2 separate regions of the Mus musculus genome follow, and region 2 is linked to region 1. The links are chromatin contacts, called in public HiChIP or PLAC-seq maps. All regions are on one chromosome and are shown on one strand. Each heading gives the region's core, a stretch centred on a gene start, on an enhancer-like site or on the middle of the called end of the contact. The rest is flanking DNA. Distances are from core to core; before and after follow the strand shown.

The links. HiChIP or PLAC-seq counts read pairs in DNA pulled down with a chosen protein or histone mark.
Region 2: an H3K27ac HiChIP or PLAC-seq map of cardiomyocytes shows a contact between it and region 1, with 3 times the contacts expected there. The contact joins the promoter of Sass6 here to the promoter of Vcam1 in region 1. A contact is called at or near these places in 8 of 39 promoter capture datasets (the 3T3-L1 cell line, 3T3-L1-derived adipocytes, cranial neural crest and 3 more) and 1 of 115 datasets of contacts at active chromatin or transcription factors (cardiomyocytes).

What each region holds. Positions count from the first base shown.
Region 1 is chr3:116,124,621-116,132,309 of GRCm38.p6, reverse strand. It overlaps Vcam1 (vascular cell adhesion molecule 1), which reads left to right and starts at 2,622. Exons shown (of 9, transcript NM_011693.3): 1 at 2,622-3,006; 2 at 3,502-3,777; 3 at 6,035-6,355; 4 at 7,661-7,689. The coding sequence starts at 2,943.
Region 2 is chr3:116,591,562-116,599,250 of GRCm38.p6, reverse strand. It overlaps Sass6 (SAS-6 centriolar assembly protein), which reads right to left and starts at 4,293. Exons shown (of 17, transcript NM_028349.3): 1 at 4,073-4,293. The coding sequence starts at 4,137. It overlaps Trmt13 (tRNA methyltransferase 13), which reads left to right. Exons shown (of 12, transcript NM_030016.3): 2 at 3,658-4,612; 3 at 6,741-6,787; 4 at 6,992-7,058. The coding sequence starts at 4,466.

The DNA.
Region 1 (7,689 bases), core at 1,373-3,872:
AAAAAACAAAAAACAAAACAAAAAAAAAAAAACGATTTATTTTGTTTATGAGTACATTGTAGCTGTCTTCAGACACACCAGAAGAGGGCATCAGATCTCCATTACGTATGGTTGTGAGCCACCATGTGGTTGCTAGGAATTGAACTCAGGACCTCTGGAAGAGCAGTCAGTGCTCTTAACCACTGAGCCATCTCTCCTTCCTGAGACTTTTTTTTTAATACTGAAAACCTTTCTGTTGTGTAACAAAACATCCTCTTTGTGAAAATTCAATCAATATACATAGTATGTGTGTATTTTATTGAATATATATATATTTTTTTTTCTTACTCTCAGTGATATTAGTAAGGTTTTCCTCAAAATCCCCAAAAGTCACAATGACTTTATGACACCAACTGTCTTAGCACGATTCTCTCTACAGTTTAACTTTAGAAAATCTTAAACTTAGATCACTGAGAGAAATTATTTTCCTTGACTTGCAGACAAACCAATGGTCCCTTGATTATGATCTGTGGAAATCTTTCATTGATATCATGACAGTCTTTTTCATTCTCAAAATGTTGTCCTTGCCAGTGTTTCCGTATTGCTAGAGCGCCACAGTGCCTATACAGCAGTCCCCCCCCCCCAAAAAAAAAACACTCTGTGAGTTCCACTGAATTAGAAACAGGTAGAATGCTAATTGCCTGCCTAACTTGGCATCCATTTCTGCCCTGCTTTACCGACAGAATCTTGATTGACATGGGGCATTGGCCTTTTCAGTGAGACATCAGTGAAAGCCCCCACACCCCCCCCCAACTTCTTGGGAAGCTCCTTCAAAGAAGGCAGGCTCCATGCCTTTGAGTCCTTTCCCTTTACTTTTTGTATTTTACATCTGAGACACAGACGTGATGTTTGGTGAAGGAACGGCCATAGGAAAATCATGATGATTAACCATATAAGGACTGCAGAATTAGGACTGGCTTAATCTTGGTCCTCAGTATTTGCTTCAAAAACAACTGATCCAACTTCAAACTTCAGGCTCTTGGGTCTCTAATGAAGCTGCTATAAAAGATCTACATAGCCACGGAGAGTTCTTTAGCTATATGTTAGAGTAGTGGTTCTTAAACGAGGAAGGATTTGACCTTGTGGAATCCACCAAATAGTTTTTTTTTTCACTTCCTCTGTTGTATGTACTATTCTCCTTTCCTGATAGGAATTATTTCTCCACTCACTTGGGTGAGAACTGATACCAAATAAGATGAGTCTGCATGATCCAAGTAGTTATTTATTTTTAAGTGTCAAAGACATGGATTAACATTTTCTTACATGCCTTTGATCTATGGAGAAGGTGAGAATCAGTAGGGGGTAGTCTATACTCTCCTTTTATGACATGACATTGTTGAGGTCCTCTAGATGACATGGCAGCTAATGTCATCGATCCCTGGATATGTCGTCATAGCCCTAAAATATATCCCTCAACTTCCCTTTTATACTTGCCTCTCAGTGGGAGCCACATGTATTCTCAAGAGGGAATTCAGAAGTCTCTCCTGCCAGGTTGGAGCAGTTGGCGACTGTGGGTCTCACTGATAGCCTTTGTCCAATGACATGATACTGTTAATTTTACATGTGCCCAGATGTCTGGGAACTATACCTTTCTTGTGGAATTATTTTTTTCTCTCACGTGGCACTTATGAACTACATTCAGTATTTTGAACGTTTCTCTTCTAGATTTTAAACATCTAGAAGATGCTGCAGGTTTTATAGTCGTTATATATAAAACCATTATATATATATATATATATATATATATATATATATATATATATATATATATGGAATAGAAACAACTATGAATAAGAACTAGTCCTGGCCATGCAGGGAACTGATAATGCCATGTGGGAGGTAAACCCACATGTGTATAATACAAGGAAGTGGCTATTCCGGTTTCTTTCTGATGGGCAAGCATTTTGCAAGGACATGGGCTATGCATGTGTAAGACCTACAGAGGCATTTAAGACACTTAATTGAGTCTTTCAAAAAGTCATTTCACTGGGAGTAGAAAATAATAATAAAAAAATGGTTGTCAATTCATCTCCTAAAGCTAATCTGTTTACATATTCAATTGGACTTGTGGCTAAATAATGCAGCCAAAGAAATCCACCACAAAAATTTAGCAGACAGATCCCATTTTTTAGCGTTCAAGTCTGCAAAAGACTTCCTGTCATCCAGCAATGGGTCAAAGGGCTGGGGCATTGTCAAACAAAAGAAAAGATAATTCCCTTCATTCTGCATCAACGTCCTTTCATTTACTACTTCAGAAAGTTATTTCAGGGAGGTTTTTTTTTTGTCAAAAATTCACTTATGAATAAAAGAGTATAAAAATAAGAACTACTGACTCACATTCTAAAAGAGTGACTCATGATAATGGGTCAATAAAAACAAATAAAGGATATTTTCCTTTTTTTGTTGAAAGAGAACAATTTTTATTTTTTAAATTGCAAATGCATTTCTTAATGAAGAAAAGTCAGTGGTTATTTACTGAGTGATCTCTGTCTTTGCTGTCACACACACACACACACACACACACACACACACACACACACTGTTGGCAGTTTCATTTTGCAATCATCTTTTCAGGAGAGATAGCCCTTTCGGAGCTGAAGGTCAGGAAAAGCCAGAGATTTATATACTTGGAAGTGTCGTGTTTCCCAGGACTCAGAATGACTTCAGCCCAGAAAGCAGCTGAAGGGGTTAACGTGGGGACTTGGCTGGCTGTCAGTTAAACTTTTTCCCTGGCTCTGGGTTTCCCCTTGAAGGGATTTCCCTCCGCCTCTCTAGCAAGACCCTTTATAAAGAGCAGACTTTCTATTTCACTCACACCAGCCCGGCTGGCTTTGGAGGCTGAACACTTTTCCCAGACACTTTTCACGTGGGGCACAAAGAAGGCTTTGAAGCAGAGACTTGAAATGCCTGTGAAGATGGTCGCGGTCTTGGGAGCCTCAACGGTACTTTGGATACTGTTTGCAGTCTGTAAGTTCCTGACCTATTTCACACATCTACAGCTTCTGGTGTACTACAGAGCTTTGCTATAAGAGCCAGTATTCTGACAGAGCTGGGGACGGATTTTCTTTCCACTGTCAAATGAGTAATTTGGATTATATCGGTAGTGGGTCTATCTCTTTAGTTTCCTGTATTCGACAATGAAATCAAGCTTAGAAAGTGACAAAAAAAAAAAAAAAAAAAAAAAAAAAAACTTTGTGCAATGGGCTTCAAAGTCAGAACTGAGCATTCTTCTTCGCGGTGACGATTCCAGCACCTTCCTCAAGAGCAACTTCAGGGCTTTGGGTCTGTCTTGTGCTATTAGTCTGAGACAGTTTAAAAAGTAGATCATCCCAGCTGTGCTTTGGACACTGTATTGCTGCGCAAGAGAAAAAGGACACAGTATGGGGCAGACCATGGTAAACTTGTTCTCTCTCTCTCTCTCTCTCTCTCTCTCTCTCTCTCTCTCTCTCTCTCTCTTTTCAGCTCAAGCTTTTAAAATCGAGATCTCCCCTGAATACAAAACGATTGCTCAAATCGGTGACTCCATGGCCCTCACTTGCAGCACTACGGGCTGCGAGTCACCATTGTTCTCATGGAGAACCCAGATAGACAGCCCACTAAACGCGAAGGTGAGGACGGAGGGGTCCAAGTCCGTTCTGACCATGGAGCCTGTCAGTTTTGAGAATGAACACTCTTACCTGTGCACAGCAACATGTGGCTCTGGGAAGCTGGAACGAAGTATCCACGTGGACATCTACTGTAAGTGAAGGAAGGAGCTTTTGCTTTCTCTTGATTTTGTTTGAAAAAAAATTAACGATATATTAAACAGAGACTTTTAAAGAGTATCTAGATTTTTAGCTAGCAAATGCACAATTTCAATAAAGCCAGAGAAAGAAGAAGCTAGTTAAGAACAGGAAACTAAATTTTAACCCCTGTGTCCTTGTTTGCCAAAAAAATGGTGCCCATGTAAAAGAGACTCACACCTTCTTGGCTCCAGTTCTTAGCGCAGTGTGAACCTCCCCCTGGTTCTATTAGTTAGTTTTTTCCCCTCTAATCTTCCATTTGGGGGTATTTCTACACGTTCATGTATTAATGTATCCAAAGGATTGATGAGTTCCTTCTTTCTGGGATCTGCTTGTAGGCTCGGGAACTCTGAGAGTATGCAAACCTTCTGCATAGACATAATTAAAACATCTATTAACATTTCAGTCATTTGATGCAGATAAATTTGGGAGGTTTTGTTGTTGCTGCCAGAGAGCTTTGCTTTTATATCTCAGAGAGTTTTTGTTTAATAAGTTAGATCTGTCTCAGGCATATGTGCAGGTACCCATATTACCCTAGCCTACCCAAAATGCATCCTACTATCATCCTCAAATCGGCAAATGAAACTACCAAGGAGAGGTGGGGGGAAATGGGCCCTATAGGAATCATTTTTCTTTGGTTACTGATGGTGTTGCTTTCCAAAAAGAAGAAAGAGAGAGAGAGAGAGAGAGAGAGAGAGAGAGAGAGAGAGAGAGAGAGAGAGAGAGAGAGAGAGAGAGAGAGAGAGAGAGAAAGAAAGAAAGAAAGAAAGAAAGAAAGAAAGAAAGAAAGAAAGAAATGAGACTCCCATAAGGCATTTCTTCATGAGCATCTTGTTTGATTCATCTTTTAATCACCTTGGTACCTTCCTACTGTGCTCCAGCCCAACTTTGCCAATGAACCTTAATTGAAATTTCAGCAAGCCCCTCCTGAAGCTGGGCTTCCCAAGCAGCTGAGCCTGGACGGCTGCTTTCAATTATGCTGGCTCTGCATGCATAGTTTATGTCTAGGCAGCCTTCTGAGCTCCTTGGAAGGTCCTGTTATATAAATACCAGGAAAGAGTAGCGAGTTCTTATATTACCTGTCATTAAACTGTGTGGATTCTAGGCACATTTCCTGAAGAGTGTGATGGACATAAATAATCAGAGGGGAAATTTAAAATACTATGTTTTTAGATAATAAAGCATTTCTAGCTCCTTCACCCTGTGCTCACACGTTCTATTCAGTTGGAGAGTTAAAAAAGAGAAGTGAGGAGCTTTCTGGATTCAATTATATTCTCTGCTCTCGCCCCACAACCCCCTGCAAGAATGCTTGTTTCTTGTTGATTTTAACAGTTCAGTCTCCATTCCATGTTTGATTGTAATATTCTGTGGAGCTGGGACACCAATGAGCTCCCATCAGGACAGATGTAATAAGAAGGATTAAACCTTGTGTACATGTGTGGAGTGGGCAGGGCAGGCGTGTGTTCTGTTGCCCTGCTGGGTTCAGTAAAATGCAGATTAGAACACTGAGTCAGGCTTTTAGGGGAATAGGCCCAGTCTGGGGAGATTGCATAGGAATGTCTTTCTGGTGGACGAGTTCTTGCCAGAGGTCTCATTTTCAGAAGCCAGCCCATTAAGAGTCATTCTCCTTCTTCTGAAGGCAACCTTACATAGTAACACTTCTTTGTGATATCGCTCTGAGCCCTCCTGGGCTTCTCAAATGGAATGTGGAACTGTATCTGCACTAAGAGTAGAGAATGGGGTGTGAGGCGTCACTGGAATCTCAGTGCAGAGTGAGTGACAGAAAGCGTGAGCTTTGTTCCCAGCCTCACCATGGACTGGCTGCGTGACCAAGGCTGGTTCTGCAGTCACACTACAGCCAAGCTTCCGTATCTGTGAAATGTGGTCTCCATCATCCAAGGTCATAGTTAGAAGAGAGCAAACTTCTTTATGTTACATATATAGATCAGTTTTAATATATATTAGGCTTTCCCTTTTCTTTTCTTTAACAACACATACTCTTTAACAGTCACAGAATTAAAATTGAAATGGCCTCTAAAAAGTGCTTCCTGTGTTCGCCACAAACCATGACTAGCTACTTAAACCAATTAGCTTTGCTGAATTAAGCCTAGTATTAACAAAAACATTTGTTAGGATCCCCGTTGTGTTGAAACAGTCAGAGGTGTTCTCAACAGAAGCCAAAAGCCTACTTGTGCATTTGTTTGGCTTTACAGCTTTCCCCAAGGATCCAGAGATTCAATTCAGTGGCCCCCTGGAGGTTGGGAAGCCGGTCACGGTCAAGTGTTTGGCTCCAGACATTTACCCAGTTTACAGGCTGGAGATTGATCTGTTCAAGGGTGACCAGCTCATGAACAGACAGGAGTTTTCTTCAGAAGAGATGACAAAGTCTCTAGAAACCAAGAGTTTGGAAGTAACCTTTACTCCCGTCATTGAGGATATTGGAAAAGCTCTTGTTTGCCGAGCTAAATTACACATTGACCAAATTGATTCTACACTCAAAGAAAGGGAGACTGTCAAAGAACTACAAGTCTACAGTAAGTACTTGCTCAGTGATCTCTGGTCTGTGGGAGTTTGGTCTTGGACATGCATTATGTTATTTATTGTTACAATAAATGTTAACGAGTAGATTAACAAGAAATATGTTTTACTGCATTATTTATCCAGGATATGATATTAAAAGAACAGGACACCGGATTTTAGGTTTAGAGCACTTGAGTGTCATCTCCCCTTGTTAGCTGAGAGACTTTAGGGTTGTTTAATTCCTCTATTTTCCTGACTATCCAGGAGGAATCATTATAACACTGACTTCTGCTTTAACAAGAGGGAATAGGCTCAAATGATACAATGTTTTATAACATTTTATAATAAGCCTTGAAACATTGATTTCTCAGATTAAACAATAAAAAAATGATTTCTTATTCTCTCTCTCTCTCTCTCTCTCTCTCTCTCTCTGTGTGTGTGTGTGTGTGTGTGAGTGTGTGTGTGTGTGTGTGTACGTACAAGAGGATGCTCACATGCAGTAAGTGGGAAGGTGTAGAGTTTGTCTTCTGGCTCCTAGCTCCTCCTGTGGTAGATGTGAAGCTCCTGTCTGTTCCTATACTGGACTATGTCGCATGGAACTCATTGTACTTTGTTAAAACTGAAATGCTGTGTTCCACTCAGAGCCCTATATTCAAAAGAGTTGATGTCAACTACAATCTTATTTACCCAAAGCACAATTAGATAGAAGACGCTTTCAACAACCTTTTGAGAAAACAATCAAGATGGAAGATATTTCTCCTCACAGAATACAGCACGTTGAGAGCATAGTTAAGTCACTGAAAGTCAGTTGTGTGATAAAAGATTATTACTCATTTATCTGGAAGAACAGAATGCTAGACTATGACCACCATATTCCAAGAAAATTTCAGTTAAATAAGAGAATTTTTCAATAATTAATGACAATAAAAGCCAATTGGTTGGGCCTGGGTAGATTGTCTCCCTCCGTAAAGTGCTGAAGCTGACCTGGATGGCAAATATTCCTCTATAGGATTTCAGTTGTTAAGAGGCTGAAACACAAAAGGGATTTCCTTAACTTCCCTTAATTTTAAGGGCTTCTTTTAATTTCTACCTATCTGGGGCTCCCTGAAAATATTAAAGATCAAAAACTGTAATTTACTGGTTAGAAAGTAGCCAGTCTAATTTCGTAATGACTCGGTGATTCTTAACTCCAACTTGGCAGAGCAGTTTTGCCAAATCTGTGGAGGCACAAGAATACAGTCTACAAGAGAATGACATCATCCCCATTGGATGGAGATGGTTCTTTATGATAATGGCTCTTCCTATGCTCTGCCTTTCAGTCTCTCCCAGGAATACAACGATCTCTGTA
Region 2 (7,689 bases), core at 3,044-5,543, 470 kb before region 1:
CTGGGGAGATAGCGCAGTCAGTAAAGTGCCTGCCGCGTACACACGAGCATCTTATTAGGATCTGTAACGACCACATGAAAAGCCAGGTGGGGACCAAGTAGTGGTGACTCACACTTTTTATCCCAACATTGAAGGGGCAGAGTCAGGCAGATCTCTGTGAGCTCAAGGCCAGTGGTCTACAGAGAGAATTCCAGGGCTACATAAAGAAACCCTTGTCTCAAAAAACAAAACAAACAAAAAAGCTGGGTGTGGAATGAGAGACAGTGGTTAAAAGCACATATCTGTTCTCTCAGAGTTTGTACCCCAGCACCCATGTCAAGCAGTCACAAAGACCTATAATTCCAGCTCCAAAGGATTTGATATCCTTTTCTGGAGGCACTCACAGGTAGACAGGCAGACAGACAGACAGATAGACACCCCCCCACACACATACACACCACACACACACTCCACACATGCTAAGGCATAAACACACAAAAACAATTTTTAAGCCAATGTGTTTTAACTCAGGGGGTGGGAGAAGGTGATGTCTTGAGATTCCCCAGGCCAAGCAGCCTAGGCAATTAGCTTACCAGGCACTGTGCTCAATGAGACCCTGTCTCAAAAATTAAAGTGGAGAGTTGGCAAGATGGCTCAGAGGGTAAAAACACTTGCTCCCAAGCCTGACAGGCTAAATTCAATCCCTGGAACTCACACAACTCCTGAAAGTTGTCCCCTGACCTCTACAAGCACACCATGACATACACATAACCCCCCCCCCATACACATAAAATATATGTAATTTATAAAATAAGAATTTTAAGATGGAGACCAATTTTAAAAGGATACCAGAAGCCAACCTATGGCTCCACACCCATTCTCACTCACATGCACATATACACATATACACGCATGACATAGACACATACACTGCACACACACATACACAGGATTGGAGATGCGCACCTTAGTCATGAAAAAAAATGAGCATCTGCGGCAGAGGGCACAGCAGGAGAGGAGACACAGTAGATAGAGAGAAGTCAAGGAACCAGGAGGAGCGGAGTTCTTGTGTGATGACTGAGAGAGAGTTTAGGAATCGAAACTTAAGAACACGTGGTTATCCAATCCTGGAAGCTCGCACCACTTCCTTCTAGGTAGGGTTCCCTGCTAATTACCCTATCGTCTCCCCAACCGCCTTCCCCTCTACTATGCCTTTACTATACTACTTATGTGGTCACACCTTACTACTAATAATAACTACGATGTAGGGAATCATTAACATATACTAGTTACTATCTTAAGCTCTTTGTATGCATTAAATAATCTCATCCTCAATAATAATGCCATGAAGTAGGCACTATTATTCTGAATTTAAAGATGAGACCAAAAAACAAGTGAAAGTGTAAGCTGGGGGCACAGTGTAGTGGTAGTCGATAACAGCATTGATGACAGCATGCTGCAAGGACAAAGCTTCAACCCACAGAAATGTGCACGCAGTAAGCAAACTGTCCAAGATCACCCAGGCAGTGGCAGAACTGGGACTTTAAACCCAGGCAATCTGGCTCCAGATCTAACCCTGGAACCTGCATTACGCTGCTTCTCCGAGGGGGTCTTCTCAATTCTGTGTCTGGGCGTTCCCTGAGAACCAAGATGGCGACTGGTTTTGATGTTGCTGTTCGGAGGTGAAAGGAAGGAAACCTCATGGTCTCTGTACCCAGAATAGTTTAGGGTACACAGCAGGCAAGTATTTGCTGGGGTAAACTGCTCTTCAATAGTTGGCTAAGGAATCTACGTTGTTCTTCCTATAGGTCAGGGGTTAGCAAAATTATTCTCTAGGAGGTCAGAGAGTGAATATTTTAGACTTTGAAGACTATGGAGCAGTGGTTCTCAACTTACAGGTCTGGTCCCCCATGAGAGTCAAACAACCTTTTCACAGGGGTCACCTTAGACTATCATAAAAAACAGATATTTACATTAGAAGTACAGTTACAAAGTAGCAACAAAAATAATTTTATGGTTGGGCGGGTCACCACAACATAAGGAACTGTATTATCAGGAAGATCAGAAGCCACTGCTATAGAGTCTCTGTCACAATCGTGTGTGGTTGTGTTCCTCTCCGCTACCCTGCTAGCCCGGCCCCTTTATTGTTGCTGTTGCAGTGCTGAGGAGATATATACACATATATATACATATACATAAAAAATATATATATATATATATATATATATATATATATATATATACATATATATATATATACAATCTACCATAAAAGCCACGCAGTAATTTTCCAGCCAATACTCCCATACAATTGCTCATTGATTCTGCATCGCACAGATGCAACCACAGACAGTGGGTAAGAAATAAGGATGGCTGTGCTCCAGAAAAATCTGATTTATGAACAGCTGGTTGAGCCTTGCCATGGGTGATAGGAATATCGGGTTTCTAAACAAGAGTAATTTTTTTTTCCCAAGACAGGGTTTCTCTGTACAGCCCTGGCTGTCCTGGAACTCACTCTGTAGACCAGGCTGGCCTCGAAATCAGAAATCCGCCTGCCTCTGCCTCCCGAGTGCTGGGATCAAAGGCGTGCACCACCATGCCCGGCTGAGTAATTTTTAAAGTTGAAGTTGTGTTTTAACACGATTAACTGTGATTACAATTTAATGTGTCGAAGAAGAGTTCAGAGTGTCAGGCATGGAATCACAAGTAATGGCCCATATTGCCCAACAGAAACAAAATGGACACCACAAACTTGAGTCATGTGTGTCACTTTAAACTGTTTAGAAGTTACTTAAAAAAAATAACTCTCAAAGTAAAAATTAATTTGAATACATTTGACCCCAATATACCCTAAATAAAGCCGCAACAGATAATCAACATAAAATTGAGACTTTTTACATTTCTGTTACTAGCAGGTCTTCAAAATCTATGAATTTTATACTTACAGACATCAGTTTGGATTAGCCCGAATTCAATAACTACATGTCTATATATTAAACATCACAAAATAATCACCAATGAGAGGCTGGGGTGGGGTGGGGGTTACACATCAGTGGTAGAGCATGCTAAGTGAGGGCACCACTTCAACTGTCAAAATCAAACAAACAATAAGACAATTAAATAACCTACAGATTCCTATATACGGCTGATGTTTTAAGTCCATTTTTCTGACTGCTTTGCTGGTTGATTCTGGACCTAATTTTAAATCGCATACCACAGTTTAACAGTCCAGCGACTCAATACATCAGTGTCTTCTTTTTGTTTTTGTTGTTTTTTAATTCAACATTTTTTTCACCGTTTAGTTTCTACAAACATTTTCACACCTGGTCTTCATTGCAATCAAATGAACAGCTAGACATATTAAATCAATTTAGCAAATGAGAAAATGTAATGTTCACAGAAACTAACAACTAAAAAGTTATTAGTAAAAGAGGGAAAAATCAGATCGCCTGTGGTTAGTGTGGCAAGTTTGCATTCATCTGTGCGATAAGATACCCTAGTGTAAACTCTGTGAAGATCAAGGTATCCCCAGGGGTCCGACGAAGGGCTTTACGGGTTGACTTATGTTTTGAATGTACAGAATTCCTGATTTTTCCAGTTTTGGGAGTTGGTTAAATGATTGAAACTGACGTGCGGATGAACCGAAATATGTCACTGAACGTTTTGTTTTGTTTTTAGATGGAGTTCTAAAGCTTCACCCCCAGTGTTCTTCAAAGGAGAGCATGAGTGAAGGGCCGGGCGACCTGAATCCTAGTGCGGACAGCTCCCTGAAGTCACCGTGAAGCTTTTGTGGAAATGACAGGGAGAATCAGAGTTGCCACCCAGAAAGGACAGGCTGGGCTCTGTCCCGCTGAGGGCCAGAACACGGACGTGAAGGAGTCGGCTTGCCATTTCCTCATTCCCTTTCCTCGCGTCCCCTCCGCAACGGCCGGCCCGGCCACAAACAAAGGTATCCATTAAGTCCGCAGGGTCCCTTCCCGATTCCCGGTGTGACAGTCCGACACCCGCGGACCGACCGATCCCCACGGAACCCAGCCGCCATCTTCCCCATTGGCGCGACCCCAACCGCCACCCGCCGGCTCCGGGAGCTCACCTCTCCTCGCAGTCTTTGCATTTCACTAGCAAGGGAACAAGCTGCTGGAACAGAACTTGACTCATGTCGGACCGCTGCCCCGACGGGAGGGTGAAGAAGCCCAGTAGGCCCGGCCTTCGGTCCCGGCTGCAAAGAAGAGCCGGTCCCGATGAGTTTGAGTTTGGCGCTCAGCTCCCGCGGAGGAGGAGGGAAACGATAAACAGAGGGAACGAAGGAGCTTTGGACCTCGTCAGCCACCGTCACCTTTTTCCGGTTCGGGCACCGACCGAGCCGGGCTGATGCGTCATTTCCGTGGACCCACCCCCCTCAGGCGGCCACGTTTGTTAAGGGAAGTGGGACCAAAGGGGACTGACAACTTTGGGCTGAGCCAGGCTTTCAAAAGGACCCAGCGTTATGGAGGCTCCGGCGGCGACTTCGCCCTCGATCGGATTTCCCATCGACGGCAGATGCAACTACTTCGTAGAAAAGAAGAAGCGCTTCTGCAGGATGGTGGCGGCCGCGGGGAAAAGGTTCTGTGGCGAACACGCTGGCTCCGCCGAGGTCAGCTATCGCCCTCCCTTCCTGGGAGTCGCGGGTCTGTGGGTGCTGGACCCCAGTCTCGCCCCTTTGACAGGTTCCTGCTTCCGTCCCATGGATTTAAGTAAATGCAGTTCTGCCCACCGCTCGGAGCCGCGAGGAGCCCCCGAGGAGCATTGCTTTCTTGTACTAAAAGCTCCCTCTGCTGTCTCAGAGACCCTTACACTCATCCTTCCTTCCGCTAGTCCCCCATCCTCAGGGGAAGTGATTATTTTTATAAAGGAGTGCTTGAAAAAGATCACTAGGTTTTATTAACTGGGTTCTAATTAATTATAGTTATTGTTTTTGAACGATAACCACTTGTGAATGCATGGGGAAGAAACTTAGAAACAATTTTTGTTTGTTTGTTTAGACTTGTAGATTAGTAATTTGCCTGTTCTTTATACATTAGGAGCCACTAATACTTTTGCACTTACAACCAAAATGTCTTATGACATTAATGTCTGTTGAGAGACAAAAAAAAGAAAAAAACAAAACAAAACAAAACAAAAAACTTTGCTTTCAACTTTGAAGTTTGTTATTTTACGTTTATTTTTCCTTCTCCGTCCCAGAATAATAATTACAAGTTCATAAGGTGTTTTCCTGGAGAGTTAAGTCTAAAGTCACAGGAAGCCTCATTACCCTCTACACCAAAAAAGAAAACATTTTACTAACCTGCTATACACTGTTTCTAAACTCAAACAATAGATTTTAAAAATGTGTGTGTGTGTGTGTGTGTGTGTGTGTGTGTGTTCTGTGATTACGCTTTGAAAGTTAGAGTACTATTTCCCTTGAAAGACAACTTTCTGTTTTTGAGATGGGGATCTTGCTGAATTGCTCATATTGGTCTTGAACATCTGATCCCAGGAATTCTCCTGCCTTAGCCTCCCAACTAGCTGGTCTCCATCAAAGAATCACACTGGAATTTAATTTAAAAGTCTATACATGAAATAATGTTGTTTTTTTTAATACTGAAAATTCCTTAACTTTCTCTAAAATTCAGTGTGCGTATCTTCATGAACATTCTGAAATAAATTGAAATAAACAATTGAGAAAAATTAAGAGTAAATACTTGGTCAGCTTTGGCTGTAGGGCTAGTACTAAACGTTATTTTGCTTTTAAAAATTCAATTTTCACAAACCTTAGGAAGCAAGTCATACTATTATTCTACTTAATAATATAGTAAGTCTATACTTAATATAGAAAGTCTATACTATTATTTACATGAAGCAGTCAGGATTATAGAGTTAGCAGCTAATAGAAAGAGCTGAGAATCACACCTAACCACTGGCCTCTGGATTTAATAATTGGGCCATCCTGTTGCATCCAGGTTGATAGGATCTGTGGGGCAGACCTGCCAACATTGTTTCCCTTGCTTTTCTCCCAGTGCCTATAATTAAATGCATAAAACATAAAAGACTGTAACTAGCATTTAGAAAAGTTGCAAAGCTAGTGAATATGACCCATTCTAAATTGTTAAAGCCATGCCTTGTTGTTCCTGGCGTATTTTCTCCTGTACTCTATTCTGAGAGAGGGTCTGAGGGTCACCCTGGCTGGCCTTTGGCTCTGTCTGCCCTTCCTCTGGAGAGCTGATATTCAAAGCATGCTCCACCACGCCCATCATTTCCCCATATTTGAACACCTTTAGACAAATACGCATTTTAAAATCAATTTAAATGGGCAACACTTTTCAAAAAGAGCAAGGATGCAAGTAATGAGTATTTTAGTCAGCTCAATTTAGCCACTTATACCCAGTATATATTTATTTCAAAAGATCATTTTGTACATGATGAATATTGTTGTTAGTTAATCCAAAGTACATGGTTAACATCTTTTCTTAATGGTGCATACAATTACTGTACCCATTTTTAGGAGGTGTTATCTCTGATGCAAAATTACATTAGCAAGCCAAAACAGTACTTATTCATTCATACAGAAGCGAGCTACAATGAAGACTCTTATTATGCGGCATGACCTAATCTTGCTTATTTTTCATTGTATCCTTTAAGTTTTCTTACCTTATTTTAGGAATAGAAACACACTGTGGGTGTATCTAACATCTGAATGTAATAAACTTGACATTTAAATAAATGTATCCGTTTTAATTTATTAGGAAGAAAATACTCGGAAAAGAATCTTGTGTCCTTTAGATCCAAAACAGTTAAGTATAAGGTCAAATAAGTGGGTTTTTGTCATTTGGGGTGCGTGAGTGCATTAGTCTTTGTGTGTGTGTGTGTGTGTGTGTGTGTGTGTGTATGTGTGTGTGTTTGTATATATTTGTTTGTGTGATGTACTAGAAACGGTTAAGTTTCACAAGGTTCATTTACGATTTTTCTAACTCTTAAATTTTCTCTTTAAATTTAGCACAGTGTATGAAGACCAACTAGCAAAACATTTGAAAAAATGTAATTCAAGAGAGAAGCCTAAGCCTGTAAGTATTTGAAATGTATGTGTGATATCTGTATATAAATACTTAGTATTATAAGATGCAGATTGAATTTGGCAAATGTACTGTACTCACTTGATAGCTGTACTTTTCTTCCCTCCTCTTTTCTGTACTTGTGTTTTATCTGTTGGCTTGGTTAGATAGGAGGCAGGTTACACTGTGTAGCCCAGGCTAACCCCAAACTTGAGGCCGTCTTCCCTTAGCTTCTCTAGTACTAAGACTACTGGTGGGTGCCACCTTGACCAGCCCAGAATAATTATTTCATGTTTTCTTTTTGCTTGCTTTTGAGATAGGGTGCTGTGCTGCATTACTTAGGCTGCTCTTCAGCACAGCTCAAATGTTTCTTATGCTTTGCTTTCCAAATGCTTCGACGATAGGTACATGATATGCCAACACACCCATCGCCATAGCGGGACAGAGAGGGGTGATGGTGCAGCAAGAGATTTCCAATCAGAGATAAGAATTTAGGATTAAAGTTGTAAAGAATAACTACTGGGCGTCTTTGAGATGCAGACTCAGTGTAGAGATAGTGAATGTGAGCTAGCACCAGGCCACATACATCTTAAACAGTGTCCATCTAAGCCAGAGCTAAACATTTACAGAGATTGATTGATTG